Linked DNA regions of Mus musculus: region 1 is linked to region 2. The links are chromatin contacts, called in public promoter capture Hi-C maps. All regions are on one chromosome and are shown on one strand. Each heading gives the region's core, a stretch centred on a gene start, on an enhancer-like site or on the middle of the called end of the contact. The rest is flanking DNA. Distances are from core to core; before and after follow the strand shown. Region 1 holds the start of Ube2e3 (ubiquitin-conjugating enzyme E2E 3). Region 2 has its middle 39 kb from the start of Gm46750.

Evidence for each region. Promoter capture Hi-C pulls out the DNA fragments that hold promoters and counts their contacts.
Region 1: a contact with region 2 is called in a promoter capture Hi-C map of second pharyngeal arch cranial neural crest, with 6 times the contacts expected there. The contact joins the promoter of Ube2e3 here to the enhancer-like site in region 2. A contact is called at or near these places in 6 of 39 promoter capture datasets (the 3T3-L1 cell line, 3T3-L1-derived adipocytes, cranial neural crest and 3 more), 6 of 115 datasets of contacts at active chromatin or transcription factors (astrocytes, bone marrow-derived macrophages, embryonic limb bud and 3 more) and 1 of 9 other capture datasets (macrophages).

The regions. Positions count from the first base shown.
Region 1 is chr2:78,867,682-78,873,624 of GRCm38.p6, reverse strand. Ube2e3 (ubiquitin-conjugating enzyme E2E 3) reads right to left here and starts at 4,578. Exons shown (of 6, transcript NM_009454.2): 1 at 4,220-4,578; 2 at 2,947-3,168; 3 at 1,153-1,203. The coding sequence starts at 3,140.
Region 2 is chr2:78,345,259-78,351,667 of GRCm38.p6, reverse strand. No RefSeq gene overlaps it. Among named protein-coding and RNA genes, the nearest start is that of Gm46750, 39 kb to the left of the region's middle. Within about 2 kb of position 3,502, at least 2 of the 459 cell types and tissues checked have an H3K27ac peak or open chromatin away from gene starts, as enhancers often do. A contact at or near this core is called in second pharyngeal arch cranial neural crest, where this site is marked.

The DNA of each region.
Region 1 (5,943 bases), core at 3,329-5,828, 520 kb before region 2:
TCACTTCAACATATAAAAGCAGACTTTTATGCTCTGCTAAGCTTTTAAAATCCGGTGCATATATCACACTTTTAGCATGTCATTTTGAACTAGCCACAAGTAAAGCCATCAATGACTACATGTGGCTAGTGGCTGCTGTATTGGATAGCATAGCTCAGAAGTTATTACTTTAAGGTTAGACATATCGACTTTTAATAAGCAAACTATTAATTCATTGAAAAATGCAAAATCACATCACCTTATCAACAGATCTGATTAACATACACAGTAAGAGGTCAATGGATCACATTTGTGTTTATAAATGACTTCAAAGATCTGTCTAATCAACACAGAAAACTACAGAACTTGTAGCAGAAATGGATTAAACACTGAGGAATTTCCCCACCAAAAGGTAGCATCACTTCAACTGTACCAGCAACTCATAGTTTGCAAATTATTTGAATTTATCTCTAAATCTTACTCATTTCATAAGCCATATAATCAAAAATTTAAAAAGTAACATATATGATAAAACAAACAAAAAATTGCACTAACTAGCTACTTGGGTTCCAGTGAAATTCTTTCTACAATTATAACTTACTCAGTACTTACTAAGAATTTTCAAGTAATTAGGACAACTGCTTAAAACATAAATAATTCCAACAATGCATCCTCCAGAAAACAACTGAAACCAATCGTTTAGCACATAAAATTTACCCTTCAGGCAAGTTACTGAATAAATCAAAAAGAACCGACGATACTCTTGTTTACTGCAGTTACATTTTCTAACACTGCATTTAGCAATTTCTAGATTTGGAAGGTCAGTTCAGATTGCACACAACAGTTCTTTAAGGATGAAAATTTTAGAAATCACTGAAATCTGTGTTGCAAACCAAACTGCCCTACAGACACACAGGCAAAACCAGCCCCATCGCACTGGTCTCAGAAGCACACAATCCTGTACTCAGACGCTCACGATGTGGACATGCTAGCGTGTCGTTTCTCCCCTTTTTATTTAGTTAGTGCACTTTTAGTCTGTGCACTTCAGAAGATAAAAGGAAGAAACACATGAAGCCAGCTCTTTGGGCTGCACATATATTCAGGCAAGATCATTCATCTCAAATCATTATTTTCCCACAACTCACAATCCGAACAACAAAATTTGTTTCTTACCTGCAGTTAGGAGGAGGATCAAGGGTTATCTCTGCTAGCTCCTTCTGAATTCTGTTAGTGAAATGAGAACAAACAAAAAGGATCTGAGGTAGTCTACAGAATAAGCGGGGAATCACACTGCCCTCTACCACCATGCAGTTAAATGCAAGGCTGGCTTTGCCTTCAGTAATGCTAACATGGCTGCTTCCTCTTTGTTCTCAGAGGCATAACCCAAATCCCTTAGCACAAACTTTGCAGCTCTTTTTCTCACGCACAAGTGTAAGTAAGTGTGCCATTCACACCTGATTTGGGAAATAGCCCCTTCTGACTGCTCAGTGAAGGATAGACAATCTATTTAAAAACATTTTTTACCAAAGAAATTCTCTTTTCAAGCTTATATGCAAATGAGACAAAAGGGGAGGAGGGAAAACAGCAGAGAATTTGACAATGACTTCAAGTCACTTTTTACTGAGCTAAAAATTAATAGACTGCTACAAGAGCACATTAATGGTTCTGGCAATATTTTAGCTGCCAGAAAAGTTTAAAATGTATAAATATCTCTGCCAATGAAAATTTCAAACTGGAAGTCAACAGAAGTCATATGAGCTATGAGTGTCTTCTCTGATTTTAGATACACCTTTAAGGGTCAATAAACCTGCAGTAGGGAAGACAGATAAATATGTAGGCTGAAGTATAAGCAAAAGTCAACTGGCTGGTTTTCTTCAAATTCAGGGCATTTTTCAAAACTGAGAGCGTGCTTAATACGTTCCTCCAGGAGAGTGCAACAAACTGGACACTTCAGATTATTTCAAAGGCTGTTCCTGGTTAATAAAATACTCTAAAGCTGCTAGCACTTCAGCGATGGTTTAGATCCAGACAAAAAGTTTGAATCACAATAAAAATGTAACATATGATCAGTCTTTACATTTTTCTTCCTCCATTTATGTCCAATAAAAACCAATGAAACACCTGTCCTGGGTAAGGCAGGCACATTTCACCTTAATCACTAGTTTCTCTAGGTATCCCAACACTGCTACCACTTGGAGCCCCATTGACAGGATCTGTTCAGTCACCACAGAAAATAGAAGTCAACAGAGAAGAACTGATCTCTCACTTGGACTCAGAAATGTTCCCCCTGTTGTTAACCTGCCAAGCTCATCCACAATGCTGGAGCTACGCAGAGGAAGGCCGAGGGTGTTTTCAGTCACTGGGTGACACCTAAACTGTAACAGCTACTTCCGAGTTGTATCTGCCCTCACGAGGAGGTGGGATAGCAGTAACTCACTCAGTCACACCTGTGCCACATGATTTAAAGTCCTCTTCTTACAGATTGTAAGCCAATTTAAAGCACACATTAAGAACTGCTTCCCACTAGAGCCAAGCCTGGAGTTTACCAATTTTCTGGTAAATATTGTTATTTCTGACAATTCCGTTTTCTGGAGAGAAGCTCTGCTGATCTCTAGAACTGTCAACTTCACTCACACATGACTCACAGAAGGAAACCTCTCCTACAAGCCATTTCACTGGGACTCACCAGATTTCCCTTGCCAAGCCCTTCATCTGTCAGAATGAGTGCCCAGCTCTTCTTGAGGCCATCCTCGAGTCACCACAGCACAGAACAAAGTCTGCTGGCTTTAGAGTCGATAGTTGCAGGGAAACTGCGTGGCTATACCACACACAGAATGACAGCCCACTCAAGTTCACATACGTTTGATGGAGAACTATTTCTGAACTATTGCCACTGAAGTTAAGCCAGCAAAAGCCACCAATGGGAAGGGGACCTGACCGTGTGAGTCCTCCCCTTGTAGACATTACCTTTTAGCACTAGTGGATAACTTAGCAGTCGTTTTGCTAGAGAGTTTGGTGTTTTTCTTCTGCTGGGTGGCAGAAGGTTTTCTTTCTTCCTGTTCCTCGGGCTCTGGAGCGGCAGGGTCTCGCTGATCTGCATCTGAACTGCCACTGCTGGTGCTAGGGCTCTCATCATCCGACCTTTGCCTGTCACTGGACATCTTGGTGAACTTATCTCTGGGAAAACTTCTAAGGAGAGAAGAGACCCATGGAGAAACATTAGATCTTTAAAAAAAAATAGCAGCATGCACTTCTCAATAAGCACCTTTGAGAGTATTTTATTGAAAAGGATTCGAAAGTCCCTGTACTTAGGGTGCAGCACGTTACAGGGAATCTGATACGTATCATAATTTATAATGCAGGCGTTGAGGGATTTACCAAAATGCAAGTTGGAAAACCCACTCACATTTTTTTCCCATCCCTTGGACAATCTATCAATTGTCTACTTTCTCAGAAGGCATGAAACAGATTTGCCAGGGAACTTGGGCAACGGGCATTAATAACATATGACAACTGTAAATAACAGATCTCGCCGAGAATGTTCAGAAGTCACTAATACCGTCTAAATATTTACAGGCTGACACCGGTCTGAGCGATCAAATCCTCCTTCCCAGAGGAAAAACATACCCCGTTAGTCGCCCATATGCTTATTTACGGTGACGGGGTCCTCCCGTGCGCACCGAAAGCCTTTGAACACAGCACTCGAATTTAAAAAAAAAAAAAAAATCAACTGGCAGCCGCCCCACAGCCGTCCCCACGGCCGGCGGCGAGGATTCACCGGGCCGAGCCCGAGCTGCCACCCGGGGAAGGGCAGGCTCCAAACTGCACCTTCTGCAAAGCTCCCGGTGCCATCGACGTTCCCCGCTCAATTCCTCCCTCACCGACCGACATTTTGTTATTTTAAAAAAAAAAAAAAAAATCCGCAAAGCGGCCAAAACCCCGAGGGCAAAACAAACAAACAAACAAAAGCCCTCCCCCACCCCCCACCCCCAGAAGTGCAACAAATTGGCGCGGCCCGCCCCGGGGCGAGCACTGGGCCACGCAGCTCCGCGGTCCTTTGTGGGGAGGGCCGCGCAGGGGACCGCGCCACTGCGCCCGCCCGCCGGGGGATGCGGGACCCGCCGCCCCGCGCCGCTGACTGACTAGCGCGGCGGACTGAGGAGCGCGGCGCCCGGCGCGAACAAAGCTGCCGCCCCCGCCCCCGCCGCCCCCCACGCGGGCCCCGGCCCCGCCGCCTTACCTCGGCCGCCCGCCCGGCCCGCTCGTGCGCCGCTACGCTGTGGGGGAGGGAGAGCGCCGAGGAACCTTCCTTGAGGAAATGGAGGCAGCCTGGGGGGGGCACCGGGGGGGCGGGAAAAGAAGCCGCCGCCGAGGCTCCGGCCCGGGAGTGTGGAACATCGAAAGTCGCAGGCGGCCGTGCAGTGCCGCGCTGCGGCCGGAGGGTGGCGCCGCCCCGCGCTCCGGGAGCCACGGTGGGGTGGGCGCTCTGCCGGCCGAAGGCGAAGGCGCAGGGACGCGGGAGCCCCCCGCGCGCTCAGCCTCCCGCCGCTGCGCTCGGCTCGGCTCGGCTCGGCTCCTCCCGGTCGCGCAGTCAGCAAGTTCCGAGCGAGCGGGCGGGCGGGGGAGGGGCGGGCGCGGCGGCGCGCGTGCTCGCTGCTTGCCTGGCGGAGGGGGCGCGAGCGGCTCCCGCGCGCCCCCGCGCGAGCGCGCTCCCGCTGCGCCTTCTTTTTTTTTTTTTTTCCGCCGGGTGGGGGGTGGCGGGCGGGGGGTGGCGGAGGTTGGGGAGCTGGGGGGCGGGGGGGCAGATGCGCACGCGTCCGCCCGCGCGCGGCCGGGACAAAGAGCGCGGCGGGGACCGGCGGGCTGGCCCCTGCGCCCTTGGCCGCCGAGCTCGTACTGGAAGAGGAGGACGAGGAGGCGGGGGCGGGGGCGCGGTCTCGCGGGGCCGCGGGTGGCTTCCGGCCTGAGCCCGCCTCCGGGCCGACGCTGCCCAGTGGACTACCCGCCCCTGAGGTTAGGGGCCGGCGGTTACCCCGGGAATCCCGTACCTGAGCGAGAACCCTGGCGCGTGACTGGGGCTTCCCCGGTGCCCCGAGAGGCAGGCGATGAATGGTGTTATTGAGGAGGCCAGGCACGCAGGCAAAGGAAAGCTGCTTCTGGCCCCTCTGAGCTGAAGGAAGTAGCAAGGTAGAGTCCTGGGCTTCTGAGCGAGGTGAATAGGATTTTGAGACCAGGGGACCTACCTCGGCTAATCTCTGGCTCCCGTCCTGCAATGGCGCTGCCAAAAGGGGACTGCCCTCTGGACGCTTTGGAAACTTACAAAATCCCAAACTGTGTTTTAAATGTCCCGCTCAAGATGTAAAAAGTGGAGTGAGGAAGTTTAGGGGCAATAACCCGATGTGTCTGGCGGCGGGCTCTGCTTTGCGAGAGAGAGAGAGAGAGAGAGAGAGAGAGAGAGAGAGAGAGAGAGAGAGAGAGAGAGAGAGAGAGAGAGAGAGAGACCACTTCTGGATAGAGAAGCCATGGAGGGACTGACTCTATATGACACTGTCCTCATTAAAAGTTTTAGATAGGAATCAGGAAGGTTGCTGGTTTACTCCTGCCTTGCTTTTTGCGGAATCTTCCAAGTGGAGTCCAGTTTTGCCCCAAGCACAAAATAGACAGAAGTCCAGAAACTTCCTGTTTGCCGCTCCTGAGACCATGTTCCAGTGATGGAACCTCGAAGGAATTTGTGCATTCCTCTCTCAAGAGTGTTCAGGGCCAGGGGTCCTGGGAGGAGGAGTTCACAGAAGAAACTAGAATGGCGGAGCCATAAGACATGAGCCAATGCTCAAGAGAAAGGAAAATGAAAAGAAGTGAGCCAACATACTATTTTTCCTCCAAATAGAAGAGCTTTGGTAAAAAAAAGAAAAAAAAAATACTCGAAACTATAAATAAGTCACATCTGTAACGTTTCAAAGATAC
Region 2 (6,409 bases), core at 2,253-4,752:
GCAGTTTCAAGGACAGTAGTTCAGGAGAAGAATCACAAGCTAGTCAGAAATGATGGGGACTACTCAAACCTTCATGCTAGTTTCTTCTCAGAAGGCAGGTTTTATGAAGCATGTGGCATTCCAGAAATTGAATGTATGCCTTAGAAACCACACTACCAAAGCTTTGCAGTTTTGTTTCTCTTCAGGGAAAACTGGAAACTAAACATCTTTCCCCCATTCAGTCTACTCATACCTAAGTCACAGGAGCCATGGGCAGCAGTTGCATGATAGAGCAAGTGGCTCTGTCTTTAATCATTAGGTCCTAAGCATATACGGTATGAAAGCCCCAGACAGTACTCTGAGAAGGGCATGACAGAAATCATTCTTTTGGCCATCCCCTAGAAATATGGGCATATAGGTTGTATTGTCTAATTCTTTCCCTCCCATGGAAAACCTGGGAGGTGACTACTTTTGTCTGTTAATTTAGGGCTGTGCTAAGCAGAGATGCTCTACAAACTGCTAGCCATACCACCACCTTCCTTCTCACTGCTTCCCAGTCATCTAGCACTTGAACAAAGGTTTGCAATAGAATTAAGCTTATGAGATGTCAGAACATTTGATATATGGCCCAAGTGTTTTCCCAAGGAAGAGCAGAGAGTTTGTTGCCACTCTCTTTGCACTGAAAGAGTTTGAGGCTACAATTACTGTGCATAAATTTAAACATAGTGTTTAATCTACCTATCCACAAAGCATTTAGAAGATGCTGGATCACTCTCCTGCTCTAAAGAATGTGAGAGGAAAGCAAGTACTCTGACCTCAGAGAAGATCTGGAACACTCTGTGAAACCCAAGTCTTTCCCTCCCCAGATATGCTGGGAGTTAAGGTTTCCTTCTGATCCTATGTGGCATGCCTGGAATGGGTTGATGTAAAACCTTCACTACTATCTTCCATGTGTCTGATCCATCCTGGACACAGAAATTTCCCAGGCAGCAGTCTGTGAGTTCTTCATAAAAGCTTTTGGTGGCATGTGGTGGGGGCAGTGTATTCAATGATGAAGTAGGGTCCGGTACTTGATTTTCAACTATCTTTCTGGTGTTGCACTCTATCATATTTGCTACACTCTTCTATGTGAAGCTGAAATCTTCAATGAGTTCATGTAGCATGACAGATTGAAAGAGAAAATACAATAAAGATGTTCACTGTTATTTGTAAAGTTCACCCCAAATAGAAAACATCACATTTATAAAAAGTTCATGTGTATCAAGGATATCGGTGAACACATTTTCTTCCAGTGGTAACAAACATTTCCTCAGTGCCATAAAGCGGGAAGGACAAATATATGACTTTCCTAGGTCCGGAGGAAATGGAGAACCGCATTGGAACAGACTTGAATTCAAAAGCCTGCTGTCAACTCCAAACAGGTGTTCTTTTGATGGCTTACTGGATAAAAACACTTCTTATTCATCACAAATCTAGAAGTTTCATGTTTAGTCTTTAACTCTAAATTTTGCTTCGTGACCTGGCACAGAATGAAGAAAGCACAGAGGCCGTGTTTCATAGCACTGTTTAGGAGTGGTTCCGGGAAGAGATTAATAAAGGTTTAGCTGGGCTTTTTACCTTATGCCAGAGAACACTTTTGCATGGAAGGAATAAAACCCTTCTCTCTGTGATCAGTAGAAATAAAATATGCACACATTATTAGAACATGGAACTATCTATCTCTTCTCTCTTATTTCCCCAATTCATATTTGCAAGCAATGGAATGTGATGCCTGAAGGCACAGAATATGGCCACAAAGGAACCAAAGACTATTTTGAAAATCCGTGTTCTGGGGCCTAGGGAGATGTCTCAGTCAGTAAAATGCCTTTCATGCAAGTATGAGAACCTGAGTGTAGACTTTAAGTATTCACATAAAATCTGTGCATGATGACACGTCTGTGACGCCTGTGTTGGGGCATGGGTGTAAGCAGAGGCGGGTAGATACCTGGAGCTCATTAGCAATCCAACCTAAGTGTATCAGTGGACTCCAGACCATTGAGAGTTCCCTGGATATAACTGTTTCCTCTTCCTCATCTGGTTCCGCAAGAGAATCTTAAATCGTCCACAAGGATACTGCAGCATAGATATTTGAATTCTATCCAAAAATAGGTACCATGTGGTTTAAGCTTAGTCTGGGAGGGGGGGGAAGGGGAGAGCAGAAAAAGCTTGTGCAGGCTCAGTTCTAGGTACTGCGAACTTGTTATCCTAAAAGCAGGTAACACAAGCTCTGGGGAATACCTCTTCTTAGCCATGTCCTTACTGTTTCCATGAAAATCAAGATGGAAGAGCCCAGTGTCCTCTACCTCACCTGATCCATGGCAATAATTTCTCTTTTTTTGGTCCCCAGGGTTGCAGTGCTAGTGAGAAGGATTTTTTTAAAGAAACAAATGCTAATTGCATTTCTTGTCTTTTTTAAATAAACTGTTCTTGGCAGGTAGGTAGTATAGTCTGTATCTACTCCAGCAGTTCCTGTCCAACATAATCCAGAGGAAAAGATCAATAGACTGCAGCATGGCTTCAAATGAAATGGGCTGGTTACCAAATCCTTGTAACACATTGATTTGTGAGTTATTTATTCAAGTTCACTGAAGAAGCAATTTACAAATCACCTTTCACTGCCTTGATTCAGCACTCTGAAGTAAATAAATATGGTCTCTCCACTGGGCTTTTAGTGAAATGTCAGTTTGGCCTAAATAGACGATGCTGAATTTAAGTTATAAATCTAACTCTATTTTACTATATCTGGAGCCCACTCTGTCATTCTATTGTTCCTTAGATCAGTGTGAAAGCTAGAGGTACATTAGTAGAACAAAGTGAAAAGGAAAAGTTTCGACAGCTTTTTGACACCATAATAAATTTCAAACAAAGCAATCTAGCTTTAATATTTAAGACGTCGGCTTAGTTGTCTTAAGTAGTTAATTAGTTAAATGTCTGAGTAGAGAAGTGTTTCTTACCTTCACTCATTCTTAGTTTTGACCACTGATGAAAGCACACTCTCTTATACTGGCTTTAAATTAGAAATCAGTAGTTTTTCACAAAAGCCTGGTCATCATCTTTTTTATTATTCTATATTTAAAAGTAACTCATCACTACATACACTGGCATATGTCATGGTCTATACAGACTTTTTCAATACTCCATCTATCATATCAAAAAAGATAGCATTTATCCTCCTTTATAAAGACGTGGAGAAGACTTATTCCATAGAAACTACACTCACGTTATTCTGTTGTTAAAGGAATCACCGCACTGCAAGATAGCTAGAAGAAATTATCTTGTATTTATCAAGTAATTAACTATTTAGAAAATTAATCAACTGGAAGAATCAGAGGTTAAAGATATGAAAGGAAGTCATGGTTGGTTATACAAAAATAACAAATTGACCTAAAGGTTAATCAGTGAAAATTATTCCCAGAAAACCTCCTGTTACATGAATTTATAAAACCAGATTATACGGCACATAAATGCCTTGTAAATTATTCCCACATGTTTCTTTGTATTTCTCCCATGTTGGAGCAGAGCTTAATAAGAAATCCCAGAGTGCCATGCACTACTCCCAAAAGTTATTTGAAAATCAGAATGATTCCAATAATTTTGTTCACAATAATAATTGTTTTTTTTCTAGTTGGAATAGATGCAGCATTTGAAAAATATTGACAGTAAGGTAGGCAGATGCAAGCTTATATAACAACACATCTACACTTAAAGAAAATGGAGACATAAAACCAAGGTTTTATTGTACCGATTCATCCCTCAGGCTTGTGGGTACAAATATGTCCATCTTTTAGACAAAAAACAAAACAAACAAAAAAAAAACAAAAAAAAGCAAAAAAAAACAAAAAACAGAAAATAAATAATGGAAAAGATGCAGGGGAATGTTGGGCCATGCCAGCTCACTATTTTCTTGTTGATGAGTAAAGAAAATGTGCTTGTCTTGGATCTAAAGAGAATGTTGCCAATGAAAGATGTTTTCATGCATCTGCCATCCTCCTTTCTTTAGAACATCAATGGTGCATTCAGAATGCTGAGCAGGCAACAGGGACACCCTGGTCAAGGAGAGCACAAAGACTCACAGGGTAGGAGGAGCTGAAGTGGACAGCCAACCATTCACATCAAAAGAGCATGCAAGGCATTCCGAAGATAAACCAAGTCTGTGAAAATCTATCAAGAATGGCTGTGTACGTGAAAGTGCCCACTGTTTGGCTCCATGAACATAGTAAGGGCAGTGGGTATTCAACTATAAGAACCTTGAAAAGTGTAAGTATTATGAAACAAGAGAAACATCTCATTCATTAAAAAGTATTCTCTCCTAAAATTGTGAACAGTTTTGATGACATTAACTATTTCCAAGTAAAGAGGAAATGGAAAGTTGACAGTGATAGCCAACACAATAAACAGCTTTAAAAATTCTAATATGGAGCTGGAGAGATGTCAGCACTTAAGAGCATTTACTGCTATGCAGGAGACCGGAGTTTGATTCCCAGCACCCACATCGGGCAGTTTACAAATGCACTGAACTTCTCTTGAGAGTCCTATATGAACATAAACACATACAAACATACACACTTACACATACAGACACACATATGCATGCGCACACACACATATCCATACTCATATCCACATGCATATACATATATGTGCTCATGCACATACACACACTGATGAATAAAAATAAAATTAAAAAATCTCATCTGAATCGAGATTCTAGTTTAGCATATTGGATCTGATAAATATCAAAAACCTATTTGCTGTTTTCACAAAACCCTTGTCTAAAAAACTCTTCTAGGGTCTGTGACGGCTACAGAGCTGAAACAAAAGAACGTGGGCAGTTGAGTTGGCCTATCCCTGAGCACAGTGAACAATCTAATCTCTACCTTACCTGAACATGTTCAATCAATGCTCTTCACAAAATAAACAGGGGAACGTAAGTTGTAAGGGTTACACATTTGCCCTTTACTCTTTCTGGGAAGAAGTCACAATAGATATTGCATAGCTCATGTAAAGCTTATTATACACACTTGAACTACAAACATAATTCTGTGATTTTTTTTAGAGACATATCAATTTTAAACCCCCCATGAAAGAAGAGATATATTCAGTGGAGTTTGATTTTATTTTATTTCTTCTTAAAATTGTATCAAAGCACCAAGGTGTTTTTATATTCCCAAGCTATAAAAACTGAGAAGGGAGATATAGATTTGGGAATCCTTAAATAACCTGGGTCCAGGATAAAGGCTAACCTTGCAATAACCCTAAGTAAGCTCTGTCCTGGAGGTATAGGTAATTCTACACAGCTTTCTGTGACCCCCACTGACCTATAGATAATTCACAGAAAGTCTTCTTTGTGCTTTTGCATCATCCCTGGGCTTAGCTTATAAAATGAACAAGGTGTGTTTTCTCTCTAATGCCCACCATCCTGCATCTGTGCCAACTGAGCCATATCCCCAATCCCTGGCACATATTTCTAAAGCTCTCTGGACAAAATAGCCTTCAAAATGAGATTACCAAAAGATGACCATTTATTTTAGATACATAGATATTCATTGATACTTACTTGAGACGTCTACATGCATATAGATGTCCTAGCATACATCATATGTATATTGTTATGCTTTAGCTTTTGAATTCATGTCACCAAGTTTAGTGGAATATCAATGCAATATAATAAGTAACTAGTTCCCGAAAAGATCATCTGAGCTTAAATTTTTGATATTTAAAATCTTTCAGGAAAGAGAATTTTTTAAAAAAAAATTCTGAGTTAGACCTAAAGATTCAAAAACAATTATGGTTTCTACTTTTAAATGTCACCTTATTCTGAGAATTTTGCTTTTAATGATAAGCAGAAATTTCTGAAGACATATAGCCTCAGTCATGACCTCAGACAGGAAGGGAGAGCACACTGCCTAGCATGTACCCAGGAGAGATGGCCTGCAGAAGAAATGTCAGGAACAAGGATTTCTCTGAGCCCATCATTGCCAGGCACCTGTGCTCCAGGTGTCTCTCCTGTCACCTGGGAGCAGGCATGTTGCCATGTCAGCAGATTAGTATTAGAACTGAAGGCAAAGAAATGATGTAGAGTATGTATTTCAATCCTGAGTGTGGAGACTTGGAGTCCCAACTGGAACCGTGTCCATTGCTTTCTAAGCTTGTATCATACTAGAGATTGGACTAGTATGCAGAATGCAGCTTTTCAGAGAACTGGCGTTCAGGGAAAATATACATTCACAAAGGGAAGGACATGTTTTATGTGACAAGTCAGGAGTAAAAGAAAAATACCAAATAATACTTGAGGAAATTTCCTAAGTATATTATCTCTACTAAAATGATATTTAGGAGGTGTAAGAAGGAACGTTTTCATTCCATGGATGCATTGTGTCAGAACCACTGG